Linked DNA regions of Mus musculus: all the other regions are linked to region 3. Evidence: chromatin contacts called from public promoter capture Hi-C data. All regions are on one chromosome and are shown on one strand. Each heading gives the region's core, a stretch centred on a gene start, on an enhancer-like site or on the middle of the called end of the contact. The rest is flanking DNA. Distances are from core to core; before and after follow the strand shown. Region 1 overlaps Nbr1 (NBR1, autophagy cargo receptor). Region 2 overlaps Brca1 (breast cancer 1, early onset). Region 3 overlaps Dhx8 (DEAH (Asp-Glu-Ala-His) box polypeptide 8).

Evidence for each region. Capture Hi-C pulls out chosen DNA fragments and counts their contacts.
Region 1: a promoter capture Hi-C map of liver shows a contact between it and region 3. The contact joins two enhancer-like sites. A contact is called at or near these places in 5 of 484 Hi-C or Micro-C datasets (CD4 single positive thymocytes, embryonic stem cells, nephron progenitors and 2 more), 1 of 115 datasets of contacts at active chromatin or transcription factors (embryonic stem cells) and 3 of 9 other capture datasets (adipose tissue, liver and pancreatic islet).
Region 2: a contact with region 3 is called in a promoter capture Hi-C map of liver. The contact joins two enhancer-like sites. A contact is called at or near these places in 7 of 484 Hi-C or Micro-C datasets (embryonic stem cells, epiblasts and stem cell-derived primordial germ cell-like cells), 3 of 115 datasets of contacts at active chromatin or transcription factors (all in embryonic stem cells) and 3 of 9 other capture datasets (adipose tissue, liver and pancreatic islet).

What each region holds. Positions count from the first base shown.
Region 1 is chr11:101,555,479-101,558,998 of GRCm38.p6, forward strand. It overlaps Nbr1 (NBR1, autophagy cargo receptor), which reads left to right. Exons shown (of 24, transcript NM_008676.3): 3 at 332-397; 4 at 697-813. The coding sequence starts at 712. Among named protein-coding and RNA genes, the nearest start is that of Nbr1, 4.6 kb to the left of the region's middle. Within about 2 kb of position 1,268, at least 11 of the 459 cell types and tissues checked have an H3K27ac peak or open chromatin away from gene starts, as enhancers often do. A contact at or near this core is called in liver, where this site is marked.
Region 2 is chr11:101,523,356-101,526,646 of GRCm38.p6, forward strand. It overlaps Brca1 (breast cancer 1, early onset), which reads right to left. Exons shown (of 23, transcript NM_009764.3): 10 at 1-3,284. Among named protein-coding and RNA genes, the nearest start is that of Brca1, 27 kb to the right of the region's middle. Within about 2 kb of position 1,271, at least 7 of the 459 cell types and tissues checked have an H3K27ac peak or open chromatin away from gene starts, as enhancers often do. A contact at or near this core is called in liver, where this site is marked.
Region 3 is chr11:101,749,496-101,752,896 of GRCm38.p6, forward strand. Dhx8 (DEAH (Asp-Glu-Ala-His) box polypeptide 8) reads left to right here. Exons shown (of 23, transcript NM_144831.2): 12 at 390-571; 13 at 1,383-1,577; 14 at 2,516-2,701; 15 at 2,790-3,000. Among named protein-coding and RNA genes, the nearest start is that of Dhx8, 18 kb to the left of the region's middle. Within about 2 kb of position 1,751, at least 2 of the 459 cell types and tissues checked have an H3K27ac peak or open chromatin away from gene starts, as enhancers often do. A contact at or near this core is called in liver, where this site is marked.

The DNA of each region.
Region 1 (3,520 bases), core at 18-2,517, 190 kb before region 3:
GTGTTGGTTTGTTTGCTTGCTTATTTTCTGGAGACTTAGTGTTCATTCTGTAACCCAGGCTATTCTTGACCTCCTTACCTAAAATTGGAAATTCCGTCTATTTGTACTCCCCAAGGCAGAGCCCTTGTCTGTGTTAATCCACCTTGCTGGATTACGCTACAGATGCTCAACTATCCAAGCACTGAAATAGGCAGTGAAAAATCTTAGAGACCTAAAACATGTGAAGGGGGTTTTTGTTGATGTGGATAAAATTTAAACTCGTTCAACAGCCGTTTACCCTCCCCACAGCCCACCTCTTTAATCCTAAAGATAGGATCTCATTGTTTCCTAGGCTGACCTAGAACTCTTGGACTTCCATTACCATCCTGCATCAACTTCTGAGTAACTGGGACTACAGGTGTGTGCCCAACTTGGCTTTTCTCTCTAACATAGAAGTTCTATATAAGTGGTAGCTATAACATAAGTGCAGATCTTTATAGCAGTATCTTGAGCATTAGTGTCTTTATTTTTGAGAAGGAAAAATCCTGTGTAACAGTGAGATTTGTAGAAAACACATTACTAGATAGTAATGTCATCATGGGGACATTGTCTGTCTTATTCACTATGATCTTCCAAGTCTAACTTATATATCAGAGCTGAAGCCTCCGGGTGGGTTTTTAATCCCTTCCTCTTCCTTTCATCTACCTGTCCTCTCAGCTCCAGCCAGACAGCATGGAACCACAGGTTACTCTAAATGTGACTTTTAAAAATGAAACTCAAAGCTTTCTGGTTTCGGATCCAGAAAATACAACCTGGGCTGATGTTGAAGCTATGGTAAGTACCGCTTTGTTCTGTTTCTCAGTGGGTTATACACAGATATTTTTCAAAATGTAGCTATTTTGAGCAGTTTATTTTATCCATTTCTGGACCTTTTGGAAAATCATTTTTTACAGGGATTTGGTATTAGTAGAGAATATGTACAAGGAAAAAGGAAGAAACAATTATGTTCCTTTAAACATCTTTAAAATTACATATATTAATTTTTTTGAGAGAGAGCAAAAATCTGGGACAATTTTGGGAGTTGGTTCTCTCTTGTATGAGGTAAAATGATATTTTCAGTGAATTAGGGTTTAGAGACATTCTGGGGATAAGTTAGGCTGTCCTTCCCTGCAGCCAGGCCGTAGTGGGTGTTGTCTGACTGGAGAGCAGGCGCACTGCTGTGTTTGTTACCTGACGAGGATGGGATTTGTGTTTTGCAAGACCGGTCAGTTGCTTTATCGCTGGGTCAAAGGTTGGATGTCTCAGAGCTGGCAGAAAGCAGCGCAGCTCCCATGGGTGCCCATGCAGCAGCTCCTCTGCTCCGTGCTTTGGTTTAGTGTCTTTCATCTTGCTTTGCCCTTTGTACTCTTCTGGTTTGTGGGTTGCCATGGTCAATGTTTTCCTACTTGGGCATCTGTGTTTAATGTAACCATTTTTGGTTACAAATATTTCTTTACCTGGTTTATCTATGTGGGTAACTTCAGCAGGAAGGACATTTTAGAAAGGGGCCTTCCAGTGTGTTACAGTCGTTCCCTGTCTTCCAGCAGTTTCTCTCCATCCTGCCCTAGGCAGGTGGCTATTGAGGAAGCAGTGGGGTCCTGTTAAATGATCTGAGCACCAGATTTCTTTCTTTCTCTAGCAGCTGTTGGGTGAGTTGGCAGCTTGCCCTTTTTTTTTTTTTTTTATTGGAACTTGTTTTGTTTTGTTTTGTTTTGTTTCGCTTGAGTAGCCCTGGCTGTCCTGGAACTCACTCTGTAGACCAGGCTGGCCTAGAACTCAGAAATCCACCTGCCTCTGCCTCCCAAGTGCTGAGATTAAAGGTGTGCATCACCTTGCCTGGCTGGAATTTTTTTTTTTTCTTTTTTTAAGATTTATTTTATGTATGTGAGTACACTGTCGCTGTCTTCAGACACACCAGAAGAGGGCATCAGATTTCATTGAAAATGATTGTTAGCCACCATGTGGTTGCTGGGAATTGAACTCAGGACCTCTGGAAGAGCAGTCAGTGCTCTTAACCACTGAGCCATCTCTCCAGCCCGGAAATTTTTAAATTATATCCTACATGTGCAGTTCACGTCTTCTTTAAATAGCCAGAGAAAACAGCCCGAGGAACTTCCCACATTTCCATGTTCATGCGGTTATCTGGTAGGGTCATACAGTCTTCTACATCTTGCTTTTCTTGCCCAACAGTATATTGTAGCTGTGGTTCCTCGTCAGTAGACACAGCAATCTTAGTCTTTTACAGCTGAGTCCACGGTGTTCTTAGTATTGCTGGACGATGTGGATAGGACCATTACTTACTGATTTCCCCACCAAGGTTTTCTTTCTTTTCCCATTATAAAATAGACAGGACCTACATCTCAGTATGAGTAACTTATGTGTGGTTCTATAGAGTAGAGTCTATCCAAAGGTTGTGTGTGTGTGTGTGTGTGTGTGTGTGTGTGTGTGTGTGTGTGTGTGAGAGAGAGACAGATAGGGACTGGAGAGATGGCCCAGTGATTAAGAACACTGGCAGCTCTTCCAGAGGACCCTGTTGGATTTCCAGCACCCAGGTGGCAGCTCACCGCTCGCTATCTGTAACTGCAGTCTCAGAACGTCAGCCATCCTCCTCTTTCCTTTGCAGGCAGCGCACTCATGTGATGCACAGGCATATGTGAAGGCAAACACTCAGATGCATCAAATGAAAAGCATTTTCATAGATAGTGCCAAGTGGTCCACAGAATAATTATAACAATGCACAGAAAAAATGACTCAATGCCTAGAAGGGTGTTCTGTTTTTTATTTTGTGGGGCCGGAGGTCAAATGTTGGACCTTCTACATGCTGGACAAACATTCTGCCACTAAGTTTTGTTCCTTGCCCTGAACCTTTGACAACACTGAATATTACAACTTCAAAAAATATTCATGACCAGGCGTGGTGCTGCACACCTCTAGTCCCAGTATTTAGGAGACAGAGGCAGGCTCTGTCTTAGACTCTGTGAGTCTAAGGCCAGCCTGATCTACAAAGTGAATTCCAAGTCAGCCAGAGCTGTTGAACAGAGAAACAGCCATGTCTCAAAAAAAAAAAAAATGTTCACATCTTAATAATGTGTCAGATGTGTCTCTGTTTACACTGTTTGGCTAGAGGTAAGGTTGAATATGTTTATATATTTATTAGGCATTCCTATTTCCTCTTCTGTATATTTTGTGCACATTTTTACTTGTATTACTCTGTAAGGTTTTTGTTCGTTTTTGTAAGTCTCTCTGGCTGTTCTGAAACTTACTCTGTAGTCCAGGCTGGCCTCACACACACACACAGACATCCACCTGCCTCAGCCTGCTGCATGCTGGGGATAAAAGCTTAAGGATGTGCACAGCTGCACTGGACACTGGATTATTCCTCCTGCTATCGGTTTTCATGAGTGTGTGTGTGTGTGTGTGTGTGTGTGTGTGTGTGTGTGTGTTTTACAAGTTTTACCCCTTTATCTGTTAACTCTTACAGATGTTTTCTCTTAGTCTGTTT
Region 2 (3,291 bases), core at 21-2,520, 230 kb before region 3:
GTCATTATCCTCTTCTAGGCAAGTTGCCATTTCCTCGTTATCTGAAATCAATTCCTTGTCACTTAGGAAAGCTTCCTCATTCCCACACTGGTGACTCCTCTGTTTGGAAGGTGGAATAAAATTGGAATCCTGGGAGTTTGCATTTGCAGTTGACCCTTGGGCAGCACTGTGCTGTGAAGAGAACATGCTGCCAGAGCATCTTGGATCCTCACTAAACTGATGCTCCTGAGATGCCTCTATCATGATCACCTCATTATTGCAGTCACTGCTGCTACCCTTCCATGGTGCTTGGGTCCCCTCCGCTTTCTCTGGCATACGCTGTGTCACAGCACTGCTGCATCTGGTAAGCTCAGGTGTGTTGCTTATTCTGCTCAGTAAGTGTTGGAAGCAGGGAAGATCTTCATCCTCAGTGGAGTCGCTCTCTTCTGACGATTCTAATTTCCTAGACGCTCTGTGGAGACTCTGAGACTTCGATGCATGGGTTACAGGACTAGGGCTCCTACTGGACTCCCTTCTCAGGATGCTTCCGTTAAAGACAGCAGATCTCTCCATTATGTCACCTTCACCAAAGCTAGTATGTCCCTGTATTTCAACATCATCCAGCAGGTCATCAGGTGTCTCAGAGCAAACCTGAAAAACCTTACCACTCATAGATTGCTCAAGATGGTCTGAGAATAGACATGGAGAGAAGTCTGCACAGACAGCCTCACCCTCCTGCTTTTTTATTTCAAGATACTTATCACTTACAGGAACACTTTGCTGACAGACACCAGGCTGCATACTATCTAATGGAGGCACAGTGTTCACCTTAGGCCCTCTGTTTCTACCTAGTTGTCCTGGGAAGGAGTCACCAGTGGAACATACTTCATGAATACTGCCCGAGCCGGCTTCTTGACAAGCATTTCCTCTGTTATTCAGGCTAACTGTGTGCACTGTACTCTGAAGAATGTTCTCATTTCCCACCGCCATCTCAGTTGATGATGTATGTCTCTCAAATCGTCCCTCTGTCAGAGGTTTCCTATTGTCAGTTTTTATAGATGACCTGATGGGAGAAACTGATTGTTTAAAATGTGAGTTTTGTGAAATTCCTGATTTACCTGTGGCGCTGAGTCCATTCTCCCCGCTTCTGTAATGAGATGATGGACAAAGCCTACAACCTCTATCACACATTGTATCAGCAGCTAGCTTACCTTCTTGACAGGGCACAGGTAAGCCCACTGTGGCCGCAACTGCTTGTACGTGACTGATTTCAAATTCTTCCTGTCCCTGACGTTCTTTTTGTTTACCTTTAGCTGTCACCTTTGGACTCAGTTCCTTTGAGGGCACAGAGTGAGCACAGTCCTTTTGGGGACTTCTAGGTTTTGAAAATAAAGCAAATGACTGACGCTTTGAAACTTGAAATGTATTCTGCAAATACTGAGTATCAAGTTCACTGTCTTCCATTTCTACTTTCTCCTGACTGAGGTTAAGCGCGTGTCTCAAGGGGGGCTTGAGACCCTCTGTGCCACTCCCAGCATTGTTAGAGCCATGGACGAGTTCCTTGGGGTTTTCGCTTGCTACAAACTGAGTCATACACTGAGCGGATCCTGTTCTTGCATATCTGACAGTGTGAGCGTCCAGGACTGAGACACTGTTCTGAGTGTCGTAGTCAGTGTCAGATACCAAGGATACGCTGGTGCTCTCCTCAGATCGGTCAGTGGTTTTGCCACTGGGCTCTCCTCCTAGGACCCGATCCCCGAGTTCTTTGGCACTGTCAGACATTTGGCGTGTTTCAAGTTGCTCTGTTCCTGTTCTCTGAGGGCTGGGATTGACAGGCCCTTGAGATTTTCTAGGACTTGAACAGCTAGTTAATAAACCAGCTTTGTTCATTAATTTCTCTTCTGGGAAAGCATCGCTGGCACGTCTCTTCCTTATGTGTTCATTTGGCTCGTTCTTCTTGGCATCCGCTGCAGGTTCAGTGTCTTCGATGAGTTGAGGCTCTCTAAGGTGCCCGGCTGGCTGTTGGTTGGAATGGTTTTTCTTTGTTTCTTCACTGCTACCACAACTATCGATTTGAAGCTCAGCACAAGTAGGTGGGCTTGGATTTCTACTGATTGGTTCAAGTGGAAGAGCACACCTGATAGAAGACTTCCTCCTCAGCCTATTTTTCTTAGGTGCTTTTGAACTGTGGACGTTTAATTCTACCTCCAAATCACTTACACTGTTGCTTATAGATTTGGCTCCTGCTGTGGAAGCAGGTTCCTTTCTCAATGATTCAGTTGGATGAGCGCTTTTCTCTTTCTGGAGATTACTACCTGCTATTTTGTTCTCCTGACAGTTACTGGTAGTACTCACTGCTTGCTCATTTGGCTCCATTAGGTCAGTTCCCTGATTTATGTTGTCAGGAGTCCTTTGAACACCTGCTGAATCTGCTTTCTTGATGAAGTCCTCAGGTTGAAGGGATGTACTTCTCTTACGTTTTAATTTATTTGTGAAGGGCTGCTCTTGTGTTATCTGTGGTTCTGTAATAAATGTGCCTATAATTTCAGTCACATGGTTCAGGTGAGGGCGGCTTCCCTTTCTCTGATAGGATTTCCCAAATATTTTATCACTGATATTATCCTCTACTGGTTTGGAGAAGTCTCTTCCACTTTTACACATTAAAGTATGATGGGGGTCGGGGGTTACTAAGTCTGTTTTCCTTGAAGAACTAAAACCCCCATCCACTTCGTTTGAAACTTCCAACACAACAGCTGCTTCAGCATTTGACTCGTGCCTCCTGGCAGATGCGCTGTCAGAAGTTAACATTTCACCAGTTCTGGAAAACCACTCATTAACTTTCTGAACGCTGCTATTTAGTGTTATCCAAGGAACATCGGTGGTAGCTCCAGAATTCTCAGGGCACAGACTTTGCGGGTGAGTCCACTTCTCTCTATCACTAAGGGAGTCAGCGTTTGGACCTACCTTTTCCCCAGTGCTGGGAACCTGCCTGTCGTTACATGTTCCTTTACTTGCAGCCCATCTGCTCTGCTGGCTCACTGCTATGCCAGGCTGTTTGCTTTTATTACAGAATTCAGCCTTTTCTGCATTCATTCTGTCTTCAATGAGCAATAAACTGCTGGTCTCAGGCTGTAATGAGCTGGCATGAGCATCTGTGCCACATGGCTCCACACACACATTTGAAATAGAAATACTCTGACATTTTTCTGGATGCCTTTCAGTTGCATGATTCTCAGTAGGGTTTAAATCATCACTGCATTGATGATGTTCAATGTTTCTTATGCCCTCAGAAAACTCACAAGCAGCTGAAAT
Region 3 (3,401 bases), core at 501-3,000:
CTTTGGAAGAACAGTCGGTGCTCTTAACCACTGAGCCATCTCTCCAGCCCACCAAAATTCTCTTTAGCTTGCTCATTCTTTTGCTCCTAATTCAGGCCACAAATTTTTGGGTTAACCTTGAAAACATTAAAGCAGGTGGAAGGAACCAGGTTCAAAGCACCACACACTGTAGGAGGTATCCAGAGTGTGCCAGCTTGAGAGAGAGAAAGCAGACCAGCGAAGGCAAAAGGGGAAAGAGGTTTCTTTTGGAGGGATGGAGACATTGTAAAATTAGGTGGTGGTGATGGCTGCACAGCTTTGGGAGTGTATTAGAAGCCACTGAGCTAACACTTGAGAAAAATGGTATATAGCCGTAGCCTGAGACAGAACTAAATTTGTTTTCCTTTCAGCGGAAGGCAGGCAGATCGCTGCCAACATGAGGGGGATTGGGATGATGCCCAACGACATTCCTGAGTGGAAGAAGCATGCCTTTGGGGGCAACAAAGCTTCTTATGGGAAGAAGACCCAGATGTCAATCCTTGAGCAGAGAGAGAGCCTGCCCATCTACAAACTGAAGGAGCAGCTGGTGCAGGTAAGAGGCCATTTTGGGGTGAGGGATGGGGTGTATATTGGGGTGCTGGAGCTCAAATCTGATCAAGCACTGTTCTACTAAGCTATATCCCCAGACTTTCTATTATTTATTTGTCTGTGTGTTTGTGCGTTTACTTACATATGTGTGCGATTTAGGGGCCATGGCATGTGATTGGGTCAGAGGACGTTTTGTGTGTTGAGTGTCTTTACCTGTACATGGGTCAGACTCAGGCTTGTGTTGAAGCATCTTTAGCATGGAGCCGTCTCACTGGCTCCTTATTTGATCTTTTTTAGGCATGACTTCGTTCTAGGTAGCACAGGCTGATGGGAGCTCTGTGTCCCAGACGGGCCTCAAACTAATGATGACCATCCTCTTCCCTCAGCCTCCCCCGGGCTGTGATGCAGTTGTGAGCACCACACCTGCCATGAAGATTTTTTTTAAATAGGTCTAATGAACTTGAACTACAAATATTCCTGCCTTAGTTTAGAATTATGGGTGTGTACCACTACATAGTACTAGGAAGCAAGCTGGTCAATATTCTCCCAATTGAGCTACATTTCCCCAGCCCTTTCTTTTAGTTTTCTAAGATAGTCTCATATATCCTAGTTTTGCCTGTGTGTGTGTCTGCAGCATGTGCATGCCTGTTGCCTGAAGAAGTCAGAAGAGAGCACTAGGACTACTGGGCTGTAATGTGGATGCTGGGATTGGAAACCAGGTCTTCTATGAGAGTCCAGTGCTCTTAATGGCTGAGCCAGCTCTCCAGCTCCTGTGGCAAATGTTAACAAATACATTTACATTACGCTTCTTTCAGGCTGTGCATGACAATCAGATCCTAATTGTAATTGGAGAGACAGGGTCTGGGAAGACAACACAGATCACCCAGTACCTGGCAGAGGCAGGCTATACTTCCAGGGGCAAGATTGGGTGTACCCAGCCCAGAAGAGTGGCAGCTATGTCTGTGGCCAAAAGAGTCTCAGAAGAGTTTGGTTGTTGCCTTGGTCAAGAGGTGAGTGGTCGGAGAAGCTGCTGTGTGAACCAGAAGAAAAATAGTCCCAGATAATTTATCTATAAAATGAGAATATTATTACATCTTTTTAGATTTCTCCCAAAGGAGGCAGATTTTCATTGTCAACAAATAATTCAGGCTAAAGTCCAGAGCAGGGCAGAGTTTACCAGTGGAAACCTCTGTGACCTGTAATTTCCTCTCTACCAGGACTGTGAAGGTCAGTCCAGCTTACGTTTGCTTCTTTGTGGGGTCTTTCTTCCACCATTTAAACCTTGTAACACTAGATTAGAAAGAAAAATGGTGGGTAGAAAGATCCCTCAGTATAATCAGGGTCTGTCAGGGGTGATGTTATCATTAGACTGTGTCCTGCTGCTTAGGGGACTCAGTTCCGTGGGGCAAGTTGGATCTTTGCTGTTAGGATATCTACTAAGGTAGCTGTCCTGTGACCAACAGCCAGCACCATTCTGAGCCGTAGCATTTATGTATCCTCTGAAAAGTCCCCAGCATTTCAAGCATCAGGCACAATCGTGGCCCTGCTAGAGTACGAGGCAAATCATCAACTTTTGTGGACAATTTGAAGTAGCCCCATAGCCCACAGCTGGGATTAAAATGAAAACATAATATTACAATATTTCTGTTTTTTTTTTAAAGATTTATGTATCTATTTATTTATTTATCTAATATGAGTCCACTGTCGCTCTCTTCAGACACACCAGAAGAGGGCATCAGACCCTATTACAGGTGTTTGGGAGCCACCGTGTGGGTGCTAAAAATTGAACTCAGGACCTCTGGAAGAGCAGTCAGTGCTCCTAACCGCTGAACCAGCCCTATTTCTGTATTTTTAAAAGAAACCAGAATTCTAAAATTGTCACTACAGGCCAGTCTGGTGATTTCACAAAGAGACCCTGTGTCTTGCGTTTCCTTCTGTCCTGCTGTAGGTGGGCTACACCATTCGATTTGAGGATTGCACCAGCCCAGAAACAGTCATCAAGTACATGACAGATGGCATGCTGCTAAGAGAGTGCCTGATTGACCCCGATCTCACTCAGTATGCCATCATTATGTTGGATGAAGCACACGAGAGGACCATTCACACAGATGTGCTCTTTGGATTGTTGAAAAAGGTAACTAAGTAAACGCTGGACTAGGATTTGAATGTGCTGTGATATTTTGCTGTTCTTTTTTAGTAAGCTGTCTTACATTTCCCTTTAGACAGTTCAAAAACGACAAGACATGAAGCTGATTGTCACCTCAGCCACGCTGGATGCGGTGAAGTTTTCTCAGTACTTCTATGAAGCACCCATCTTCACAATCCCAGGTCGAACCTATCCAGTGGAAATTCTGTACACAAAGGAGCCGGAAACAGACTATTTGGACGCTAGCCTGATCACGGTCATGCAGATCCATCTGACAGAGCCGCCAGGTGAGGGCACGGATCCTCTTCCTCTGGGAGTGTATCTTCTGCTAGTCTTGTGAAACACATTTGAAGTTTGCTCTTTGTAAGCCTCAGGCATGTGTACTTGGAATAGTGATGGAAATGTTTAAATGCACTTATTTGAGTGCAGATGGATTGAAACCTCTTGGTTTATTTATTTTTGTGGTTTTTGAGATGGGGTTTCTCTTGGCTTGTTTAGAGTTCAGTGTGTGTATTTCCTCTGTGTGTGTGTGTGTTGCTGTTTGTGTTGTTGTCACCTATCACACACACACAGTTTGGTAAATTGTACCTGTGGTTGGAGCTACCAAGAGGCTAAAGCAGGAGGATTGCTTGAGCTAGAAGTTTAGGGCCAGCCTGGATAACATAATAGAATTCTCAAAATAAAACAG